Linked DNA regions of Mus musculus: region 1 is linked to region 2. The links are chromatin contacts, called in public promoter capture Hi-C maps. All regions are on one chromosome and are shown on one strand. The core of a region is the stretch at or near the end of the contact, and the rest is flanking DNA. Distances in the headings are between cores, read along the strand shown. Region 1 overlaps Raph1 (Ras association (RalGDS/AF-6) and pleckstrin homology domains 1). Region 2 holds the start of Abi2 (abl-interactor 2).

What was found. Promoter capture Hi-C pulls out the DNA fragments that hold promoters and counts their contacts.
Region 1: a contact with region 2 is called in a promoter capture Hi-C map of embryonic stem cells, with 2.0 times the contacts expected there. The contact joins the enhancer-like site here to the promoter of Abi2 in region 2. A contact is called at or near these places in 4 of 39 promoter capture datasets (the 3T3-L1 cell line, 3T3-L1-derived adipocytes, the HPC-7 cell line and 1 more), 2 of 15 datasets of contacts at CTCF or cohesin (the G1E-ER4 cell line and pro-B cells), 5 of 484 Hi-C or Micro-C datasets (the Ba/F3 cell line, the G1E-ER4 cell line and large pre-B cells), 3 of 115 datasets of contacts at active chromatin or transcription factors (effector CD8 T cells, embryonic stem cells and memory CD8 T cells) and 2 of 9 other capture datasets (adipose tissue and pancreatic islet).

Annotation. Positions count from the first base shown.
Region 1 is chr1:60,542,247-60,546,956 of GRCm38.p6, reverse strand. All of the region lies in intron 1 of Raph1 (Ras association (RalGDS/AF-6) and pleckstrin homology domains 1), which reads left to right. Among named protein-coding and RNA genes, the nearest start is that of Raph1, 22 kb to the left of the region's middle. Within about 2 kb of position 3,101, at least 9 of the 459 cell types and tissues checked have an H3K27ac peak or open chromatin away from gene starts, as enhancers often do. A contact at or near this core is called in embryonic stem cells, where this site is marked.
Region 2 is chr1:60,406,135-60,411,447 of GRCm38.p6, reverse strand. It overlaps Abi2 (abl-interactor 2), which reads right to left and starts at 1,829. Exons shown (of 12, transcript NM_001198570.1): 1 at 1,529-1,829. The coding sequence starts at 1,645.

The sequences.
Region 1 (4,710 bases), core at 1,852-4,351, 130 kb before region 2:
ACACAAACAAGGCAGCAACAGAGAAGAAAAAAGACAGCAGTATCTAAGCACACTCGTTCCTCTCTGCCAGACGACAGACCTTTCTGACTGTCCCTCACCCTTGGAACGTCTTCCAGGGGTTGCAGCTTGCGGGGCCTCTGGACATCTCCCTCCCGCAGCTACTGGGCCCTTACGGCCCACAGTGGCAGCTGCCAGAATACAGAATACGAGGTGGGACTCGAACCCACAATCTCAGAACTGTAAAACCAAGGCACGAGGTGGGACTTGAACCCACAATCTCAGAACTGTAAAACCAAGACATGAGGTGGGACTTGAACCCACAATCTCAGAACTGTAAAACCAAGACATGAGGTGGGACTTGAACCCACAATCTCGGAACTGAAAAACCAAGGCACGAGGTGAGACTTGAACCCATGATCTCAGAACTGTAAAACCAAGGCACAAATTCACAAACCAAGACACAAATTCACAATCTCAGAACTGAAAAACCAAGACACAAATTCACAATCTCAGAACTGAAAAACTAAGACACAAATTCAGCGGTGCCATACCTAGACAACAGACAACATGTAAGACGCACACAAACAAACGTACCTCCAAGGGGTCTTTCTGAGTTCCTGGGTGTCATGCAGATCTCGCTGGGGCCTCCAAGTGAAAGAACCTAGTGGGGAATCCCCCACTCAATTCCTGATTCGGTGTGCACCCAAGAATCACGAACAGAACAGAACGTCTTGATGTAAAAACATGAGGTAGTTTAATTGCGGAGCTCCGGGTCGAAACATATCTCATGCAGGAGACAGTGGATTCGACCACAAGGCTTGGAAGTTAGGGGTTTTTTTTTTATAGAAAAGGGGCTGGGGCTGGGGGAGGAATTGCACGGTTTCACATGATTGGTTCATTTAAACATCAGCAGCCTGTTAATTTAACTTAGGTCAGAAGGGCGGGAGATAGGGAGGCACCAGGCCAGTCCTGCATGTCATTCTCTTTATCTCTCTTTATCTTTATGGCAAAGCAGCCTCAGGAATGTCCTGGCCTGTTCTGCTATGTTCTCAGCCCCAGGTTTCAAAGCTCACAAACAACTCTTTGGGCTATTTGACATAAATTACATGAATCACAGGTCCCACATTTACTTTCTTTCAATACCTCTTCTGGAACAAAGATCAGGGAAGACTGGCAAATAATAGGAAGGTAGAGTGAAGTTAATATTTAAATAATAAACCTTTTTTTCTTTCTTTTCAGATTAGAATACTGTAATCCCTTCTTCCATGTACACACAAGGATTGGGGAGGGTAGAGTGACAAATTGATAGGAAGGTAGAGTGAAGTTGATGTTTAAATAATAAACCTTTACAGAAGAACACTTAAAGTGGGTGGAGGGGATTCTTCTGGTATCAGTTTATCTGTCTCAGACTTTCCCCTTCTCTGAAGATTAAGAAAACCATGCCAGTGCTTAATCAGAGTTCTGTGTAGCTAATGGTAGCATTAGAAGAGAAATCGCTTGTGGTTTTCAGACCCCTTGTTTAGTTCTAGGTGGCTCAAACTAGAGGATTCTTAACAGACTCGTTTTCTTTAGCTGATCTTTTGCCCTATAATGACCATTCCCAGATTCAGGACATACAAATAGGTGATTTACTTACTTGTTTGAAATTTCAGATTTAACAAGAATTTGTTTTAAAATGTTAGGAGACCTGGAAATTGAGAGAGACACGTAAGTTTTAAAAAATGAAGTCTTTAAATAGAAAGGAGATGATTAGCATATATTATTTGAATACTCAGCAAATTTTAAAACTTATTTTTAGGGTTAGGTATCACTGTGTAATACTGGCTGGACTGGAATTCACTGTATGGAGCAGGCTGGCCTAAACTCCAGTGCTCTTATGCTACCACACCCAGGTTCCATGTAGTTCAGGCTTGTCTCAAACTTGCTATGTAAATGAGGATGACCCTGAACACTGCCAGGTAGAAGCAGAACTTTAAAGAAACTTGTTAGAACAGAGATAGCCGTTAGAAGGAGAGCTACATCATGACAAATGTAATTTTTTTCACTTTAGGGAAAAAAACACATTTTAATGAGTATGCATGTTCATGTGCACACCCTCACTTACACAGTGTGCCGTGGCACATTTGGAGGTCAGAGAACAACTTGTGGGAGCTGTTTTTCTCTTTCCACCATTGACTCCTGAACATCAAGCTAAGTGCTTTGAGGCGAGCACTTTTTTTTTAATCTACCATGTAAGGTTTCTTAATACTTATAATTTGAATGGATTATTTTAAAAAAAACTAATTTGAGTTCAGACTTTGTCCTTATAATATGCATTTATTATTGTTAGCATAACTAAATCATGTCTTAAAATATCCTTAGGAAACATTCCACTGAAATTGTGTGGAGTCAGATTTTCCTGGTTTTTCTTAATTCTGCTGTTGGTAGAGAAATTTTAAAATGTGGTCGTTCCTTTATTTATTTACTTTTAACCAGATGAGTTGATTTTTTTTTTTTAAAGAAGTGTTTCTTTAGCTTTGAGTCATCTTAAATTAACATCATCTTAATATTTAAAGATCCTAAATTGGGAATATTTGGGGAAAAAAAAAGTTTTAAAATTTAGATCAATAAATATCAGCTGGGAAATTCCAGAGAATGGCCCTGACCTAGGTCCATCTCTTAGTTAGTATTTAATATTTAATAAAGCTTGCTTTAAATTTGGCCCCCCAAAGTAAGTTAATAAAGAATGATTCTCTAGAATGATAAATAAGAACTATTATGTTCTCTCTTTCCAGAGCTTGCAGCCTACATGGGTGTAGGGACTGTAGAGACACGTGCACAGATAGCTATGATAGAGGCTGGTTAGCTAAATGCTGTAGGCAGGTACACAATTTGTGGTCATTGGAAGAGAAAGTAGTATCTAAGTTTTGTTTCTTACATAGCATTCTGACACACGTTTGTTTGTTTGTTTGTTTGTTTGTTTGTTTGTTTGTTTTTAAAGAAGAACTGAACCAAGAAGGGTGAAAGGTATAGAAATGCAAAAAAAAAAAAAAAGAGTGTGGCCTCAGGAGCTTCCTGCAGGTACTGAGAAAAACAGCCTCAGGCTTGGGCTGAACACAGGCAGCCAAAATACACCTCCAGGGGGTCTGAGCCCTGAGTGATGAAGCCTAACACTTTGAAGGCATAGCTTAGCTTAAGTTTTTTTCCCTAAACTTATATTGGAATTTGACAGTGGAAGGCTGTGTGGCACTGTGAATATAATTAAGATTCACTGAATTGTACACATTAAAATGTTGGAGGCTATATATGATGTTTGCTTTTTAAAAACAAAAATGCAGGCTGGCCTCTTGGCTATACTGCTGAGCGTTTGTTTAGTGACGTCTGTTTTCATGGGTGGGTGGGTTGGTTGCATGGGAAGCAGTATTGAATTCATCTTCTATCGGGATTTATAAGATGTGTTTCCTAGAAATCTTAAGTTTATAAAATAAATGAAACAAACATCTGAAAGCTTTATCAGGTAGAGGATATCTGATCAGCTATAGTGTTGTCTTGTCAGCAAGAGGTCAGGACATACTAAAGTTAATGAATAATAGGAAGCTCCAGGATACCCTTTTATTCCCTTTGTTCATGTGGTTGGTAACATTTTTAAAAATCAAAACATCTAGGTTTACTTAAAATTTATTTTTATGTTTAAATTTTTGTGTATGTGTGTATAGATGCTCTAAGAAGTCAGAGGCTTTGGCCTCTTGGTAGCTTGAGTTTCAGGCCGTTTGGGGCCACCTGACTGACATAGGTGCTAGGAACAGTGCATGCTCTAACCACTAAGCCATCTCTCCACTAAGCCAAACACCCATTGAAAAAACCCTAAAGCCCGCATTTTAGCTTATTTGATGAGTAGTAGTAGTATTTGATTTGGAACTAAATTCTGATGTTTTCCTAACTTGTAGTAAATTAGATAGCCCTTAGAGGTAGAGGCTAAAGTGACTTGAGACATAGCTTCCCTCTGGAGTCCAGGCTGGCCTCAGACCTGCAACAGCCGTTAGCTTCAGCCTCCTCCTGAAGGTAGTGGTTGTAGGCAGAAGCCACCTAGGTATACCTGACTAATTGTTTAGGGTTTCTTTGTTTATTTGTCTTTTGATGTGAGTTTAGAAAGTCCTTGAACCCCCCTCTCTCTCTTTTTTAATTAGATATTTTCTTTATTTACATGTCAAATGTTATCCCCTTTCTTAGTTTCCCCTCCAAAAATCCCCTATCCTATCTCCCCCTCCCCCTTCTCCCCAACCCACCCACTCCTACTTCCTGGCCCAGGCATTCCCCTACACTGGGGCATAGAACTTTCACAGGATCAAGGGCCTCTCCTCCCATTGATGACCGACTAGGCCATGCTCTGCTACATATGCATCTGGAGCCATGAGTCCCACCATGTGTTTTCTTTGATGCTTTAGTCCCAGGGAGCTCTGGGGGTACTGGTTAGTTCATATTGTTGCTTGAATGTCTCTTTGAATTATCTGTGGAGTAATTATTGTTCTCTTTGCATTAGATAAAATTAATTTTTAATCATCATCAGACTATGTCTAAAACGGTAATTGAATAAGCAGGAAAATAGTTTAGGAAGAGTAATATATATGCACATATAATTTTAAAACCACATGCTAAAGAATTATACAATAATTTTTCAGTATCCTTTGACTAGGTTGTATGTTTAGTTTAGTAAAATATGTTTAGTAGCCT
Region 2 (5,313 bases), core at 580-3,079:
GTGAGCCACCATGTGGTTGCTGGAAACTTAACTCAGGACCTCTGGAAGAGCAGTCAGTGCTCTAAACCATTGAGCCATCTCTCCAGCCTGCAGTAAAACCTTTGAATGCTTCCTACATAGCTCTGTATTTGTAAAGTATCTGACAGACATTTGTGGGGAATTTTGATCAATCTTTGACCAAAGACACACACACTCTTCCTACTGAACACACACTTTCCACCACTTCTTTTTAGGGGAGAAGATTCAATTATGTCTGATTCATTCTCAATACAAATGTTTACAACATAATAGTAGAGTTCAGTGTGTGTATAACCAAATAAAATCTAAGCACATTGTCTTTGACTAACAATGTGGTCCTCAAAAAACTTAAGATCCTATAAATTGCAGCATCTGGGTTTTTTTGTTTTGGTTTTTTGGGGTTTTTTTTTTTTTTCCAATTCATACTCAGATTTGAGAATGTTTTCAATACAACTGCTGTTAAGGATATCTGCAGGGACGGGAGTAGGGACAAGAACATTAAAATACAGCTAACAGTTTAAGCATCACGCTTCCATTCCATTTTATCCAAAGAATTTAAACGGGAGTAAAAAAAATGTAGACACAACCTGTAATTCAGTATAAGCCCTACGGAAAACAAGAGATACTGGATTTGCATACCATGAGTTAATTTTTAAAGTGTTGCTTCACAAAATTTTTACATTTATCCCATGACCAGCTGGTTCTCATCTCACCAATGCCCCGCCCCACACACACTTCTCACCTTCCTACACACACATACACTGAAGTCCCTGGGCCAAACCAATCATCATGGGAAAAAAACTAAACCATGTGGTTCGTTTCCCTAATTCTTTGTGAAAATAGTCATAGTTCTTTTTTCCCCAAAGGAAAATTACCTATTCTAACGAGACCTGAGAAGGAAAGGCAGCTCATTATCAGTTTCCCATTCTCCACAGGGAGGAGAAAAAAAAAATGGTATTAACTTGCAATAAGAGACAGCCGTTCCACCATGCCCCTTTTACATTTTAAAAATGTTTAAACTTAAGGGTTAAGAATTTTTGTTTTGTCTTCAGGGTACATTCGCAGGAATGGAGAAGTGAGGCATTTCACTTTGCAGAAAAAGGACCCCTTAATAAAAAGGGGGTCCCTCGGAATTTGGGCAGGGGGTAACCTATCCCTCTGTCACACAAGCCTGCCATCGAGCAAGATCCCGTTAGACAGAAAACGCCACTCGCCACCTCCCCCGCCATCCGGAACACTGACAGGAGAGGACTGCGGGGGCGACGGGGCAGAGGCGAGGGGGCGGGACGCCACGCACCGCACGGCACCGCACCGGTCACTCGCACGGGGCTGCTGGGGCCTGGTGGCGACCCTCGCTCCCTGCAGCCGCCGCCCTCGCCCTGTCCCTACCCCGGCGCGGCTCCCTGGACCGAGCACCGCGCGGCCTCCCCCGCTCGCCATCGCCCCGCGCGCCCCTCACAGCCCGCGTCCTGCCGCGCCGAGCCGCGCGAGGGGCCGCGTCGCATCGCACCTGGATGTAGTTATTCTCGCAGTAGTCGGCCACCCGCTCCAGATTCGTGTAGCTGTCGAAGAGAGCCCGGCGGCCCCCCGGGATTTCCTCTTCCAGCAGCATCTGCAGCTCCGCCATCTTCACATCCTTCTCTTCCTCCTCCTCCTCCTCCTACTCCTCCTCATACAGCCCGCAGAGGCAGCGGCCGCGACGCCCGGGAGAGGAGGAGCAGCGGCGGACGCGGCGGGAATCGGGAGGAGCGAGCGGCTACCCCCCCACACACACCCTACGGCGCGCGACGAGGGAGGGGGCGGAGGGGAATGGAGGCGGGGCGCGAGCCGACGGGCCGCGAGGACGGTCACCGCGGCGACGGGCGCGCGCACGCGCGCTCCCCTCCACCCGCCCCCAGCGCCCGAAAAAGATTCCCACCCGCGCCGCCCCTCCCCCACTTCCGGCGTCTCCTAGCGACGGGAGGGCGGGGGCCGGGATGCGCGCGGGAGCGGGGCTCTGGGTTAACCCTTCGGCCCCGCGCGGCCTTCCTGGGTCTGGGAGTCCTCAGCAGCCTTTGTTAGCCGGGCGGGAATGCACCTCTGCTCCCTGCTGCTTCACGCCGCCGCCCCCCATCTTCACCTCTGCACTTCACCCGGGGCCGGAACCCTGCGGAGGTCATCTGCCTGAGGAAGCTCGCCTAGGGAGAGGACACAGTGTCTTCACAAGCTCTGTGAAAGATAACACCTCATCCGAACAGGCAGAGCCACTGAACTTCCAGGCAGCTCTAAATACCACCTTGAACCTCATCGGCTTCTTTACAAATTGCAGTTACCTAGTCCCAAACCTATTCGTTCGTTCATTCATTCATTCATTCATTCACTCCCTTCCGTCCCCTGTCCTGTCCTCTCTTTCTTCTTGGCATGGTCTCCTGTATAGACCGGGCTGACTGGAATTACAGCCACATGCTGTGGTTGCCCAGCCTGGGCCTCCTCCTCACTTCACTTTTTTTAAAATTTCGATGGTGGTTTTGCTGGTACTATTTTATTTATTCACATGGTTGTAGCATGAATAAGATTAAACGAACAATGACAAACGTGCGTTTTTTTCAGATTAAGTACTACAAATTCAAGGACGTTCATCCTGGTCTTGTTATCCAGATATCTAATCTTTTTTCATAAATATGATTGGCCCACACCGTGAAACTTGAAAAAAATAAATAAAACTGACACCTTCTGTGATATCAAGACCACAATCTTTGTTAGTTCTGTGGAAACCCAAAGGGCACCCACCATCTTAGAGGGGTTTAGAGTTTAGGATTTGTGGTTTCAACTTTTATTGCTCTTGCTGTCACTTGGCCTCCTGTGATCAAATTTCAGATGATGAGGGAACGATTATACATTCCTAGAAAAAAATCAAATGCACTCGCTCACATATTTGTGGAGTAAACCCTGTGTTGTTACGTTGGCTTTATGATAAATACATTACCAATATGCGTGAGCTTTTGCCGCAGAGCCTAAAACAGTATTTTTAAATGATGATGTGGTCCACCTGGATCTATTGTTCAGCACTTTAAACACCTGTCTTAGTGTGAATGTTCTAAGTGTGAGAAGCTTGTTAAAAACAAAAGGGAGAGCTGGGGTTTGTAGCTGAGTTTAACTATGTGTGGAAAAAGAAGAGAAGCCTAAAGTGTGTGGAGGGGGATAGTTATGTATAGACACATGCACTTGTTTCAGGAAATGAGGTACAAACAGGTGAAGAAAACAAACATCAGATCAGACTCTTATACAAACCAGTAAATCAAAAAACTGTGTTGATGGGTCTGGAGAGATGGTTCAGCCGTGAGAGCACACACTGTTCTTCCAGCGGATCAGAGTTTGGCTCCCAACATCCGTGTCATGCTGTTCACAATCACTGCAGGAGATACAACACCCTGACTTGTCATTCACTGGTACCTGCACTCATGTGCCATACACTCAGATAGAAACACACACATAAACAAGAAAATGTTTTTAAAAGTTTGTTAATGTAAAAATTGTAGTTTTCATCTTAAAGGAAATAGGGGAGGGTTTATTCTGGAGCCATTTGAGTGACTTTGGCCAGGAAACACAGACTTTAGGCTACCTCAAATTCCATGTTCCAGCGTGGAAAGAGTTTCATCATGTTTTTGTAGTTTTACAGAATAAAAGTTGTAAATGGAAGCAATTTTAAAATACACTGGTGGGTACATCAGAGAAGCAGATACATCAAAATCAGAGGGGCCTTTCAACAAGCTCATCTTTTAGATTGGTTGAAGCTAGTTGCCTGCTGAGTTAATAAATGTTAAAAGGTCTCTTTTTATCTGTTGTCACAAGATGTTAGTTCCAACATGGCAGGGGAGAGTTGTTTGCAAGGAATGTCTCTCCGGAAAGCCAGGACTTAGCCCATGATAAGAGAATTAGCCTCCGGACCTGCACTATCCCAGCGTTTCCACAGTGCAGGAATTCTAATCAGCCAGCCAGCCCGTCTCTACAAATATAGATTTCTTCCACTTTTCTTTCACCACCAGATGCAGCTTCTATTCAAGGTTCCCTTCAAATCTACTAGATACCTTGAAAGCAGACAGGATCCTTCCCTGCTATACTTTTTCCTGACTAGCATTCTTTCAAATGCTGCCTAGCAAAACAAATTTCCTGAGAGAGGATTCACCAAATCGCCAAGGGAAAACTGGAATGCTCTCTCTAATTTGGGACAGCTTCTTTGGCTCTTTAAGGAATCAGAACTAGGATTGTAGCTCAGTGGTAGAGAACTTGGCTATTTTCATGCTGTCTTTAAAACTCGGAAGTCTGAGGGCCCAAGGATGTAGGCATACATTTTTGTTGCCACTAAGAAGGATTTTCTAAAAAGAAAGAAAACAAGCACAAAAAACTATGAATTAAGGTCCAGGACCATATTGTGTACCTCTTGAAAACTATCACTAATTGCCCATACTTCTTTAAGCTGATGAGCATAATTGAAATCTATTGAGTTTTAAAGTTTTTCAGATAAACTGTTATGGTAAGACAAATCCATTTAAGCCATCAAAAAGTAACAAGATAAAAGTACTTATTTAATGTGAACTCCATTTGAATAAAAGCAAGCCTCTGGGGCAAGAAAACTTTAAATAAAATAATGTTAGCTGGACAGTGATGGTGTATACCTTCAATCCCAGTGTTCTGGAGGCAAAGGCAGATGGATCTCTGTGAGTTGGAGGCCAGCCTGGTCTACAGAGATAGTTCCATGACAGCCAGGGCTACACTGTGAAACCTGTTTTGAAAACAAGCAAACAAACAAAATTCCCGAGAACAATCTATCTCTGGATGTGTAACATTCAGGTCCCTCCACGTCACTGACATTCTTATCCAATCTTGCAGGAGTTTCAATGAAAGGTACAGTCCTTTTCAGAAAACCTTGTTCATAATATCATTTCCACCTTCACAGAAATATCTTACAAAAAAGGATAAGTAATAGTAATATTAAAAATAATCAAGTACTCTATGTCAGATTTCAGTTAGTATTTCACAAGAGTCAATTCCCATTAATATTGCCAAGGTGGCTTTATAGTTTCCATTTATAGACAGAAAAACCAAGGGAACACAAAAATATATTTAGAGATTGTGGACTTAGGACTTACATATTGGTTTGACCTTTTAAAAATGTTTTTCTTTTCCGTTATGCCATGTTGTCAAACTTCCAATATTTTAGCTCTATAAATGCCATCCTTCGAGTGTAGACACTAGTAATGCCTACTGATCACACATTATGTAACCTCTTATAAGAGGAGGGAAGGCTAGACCCAT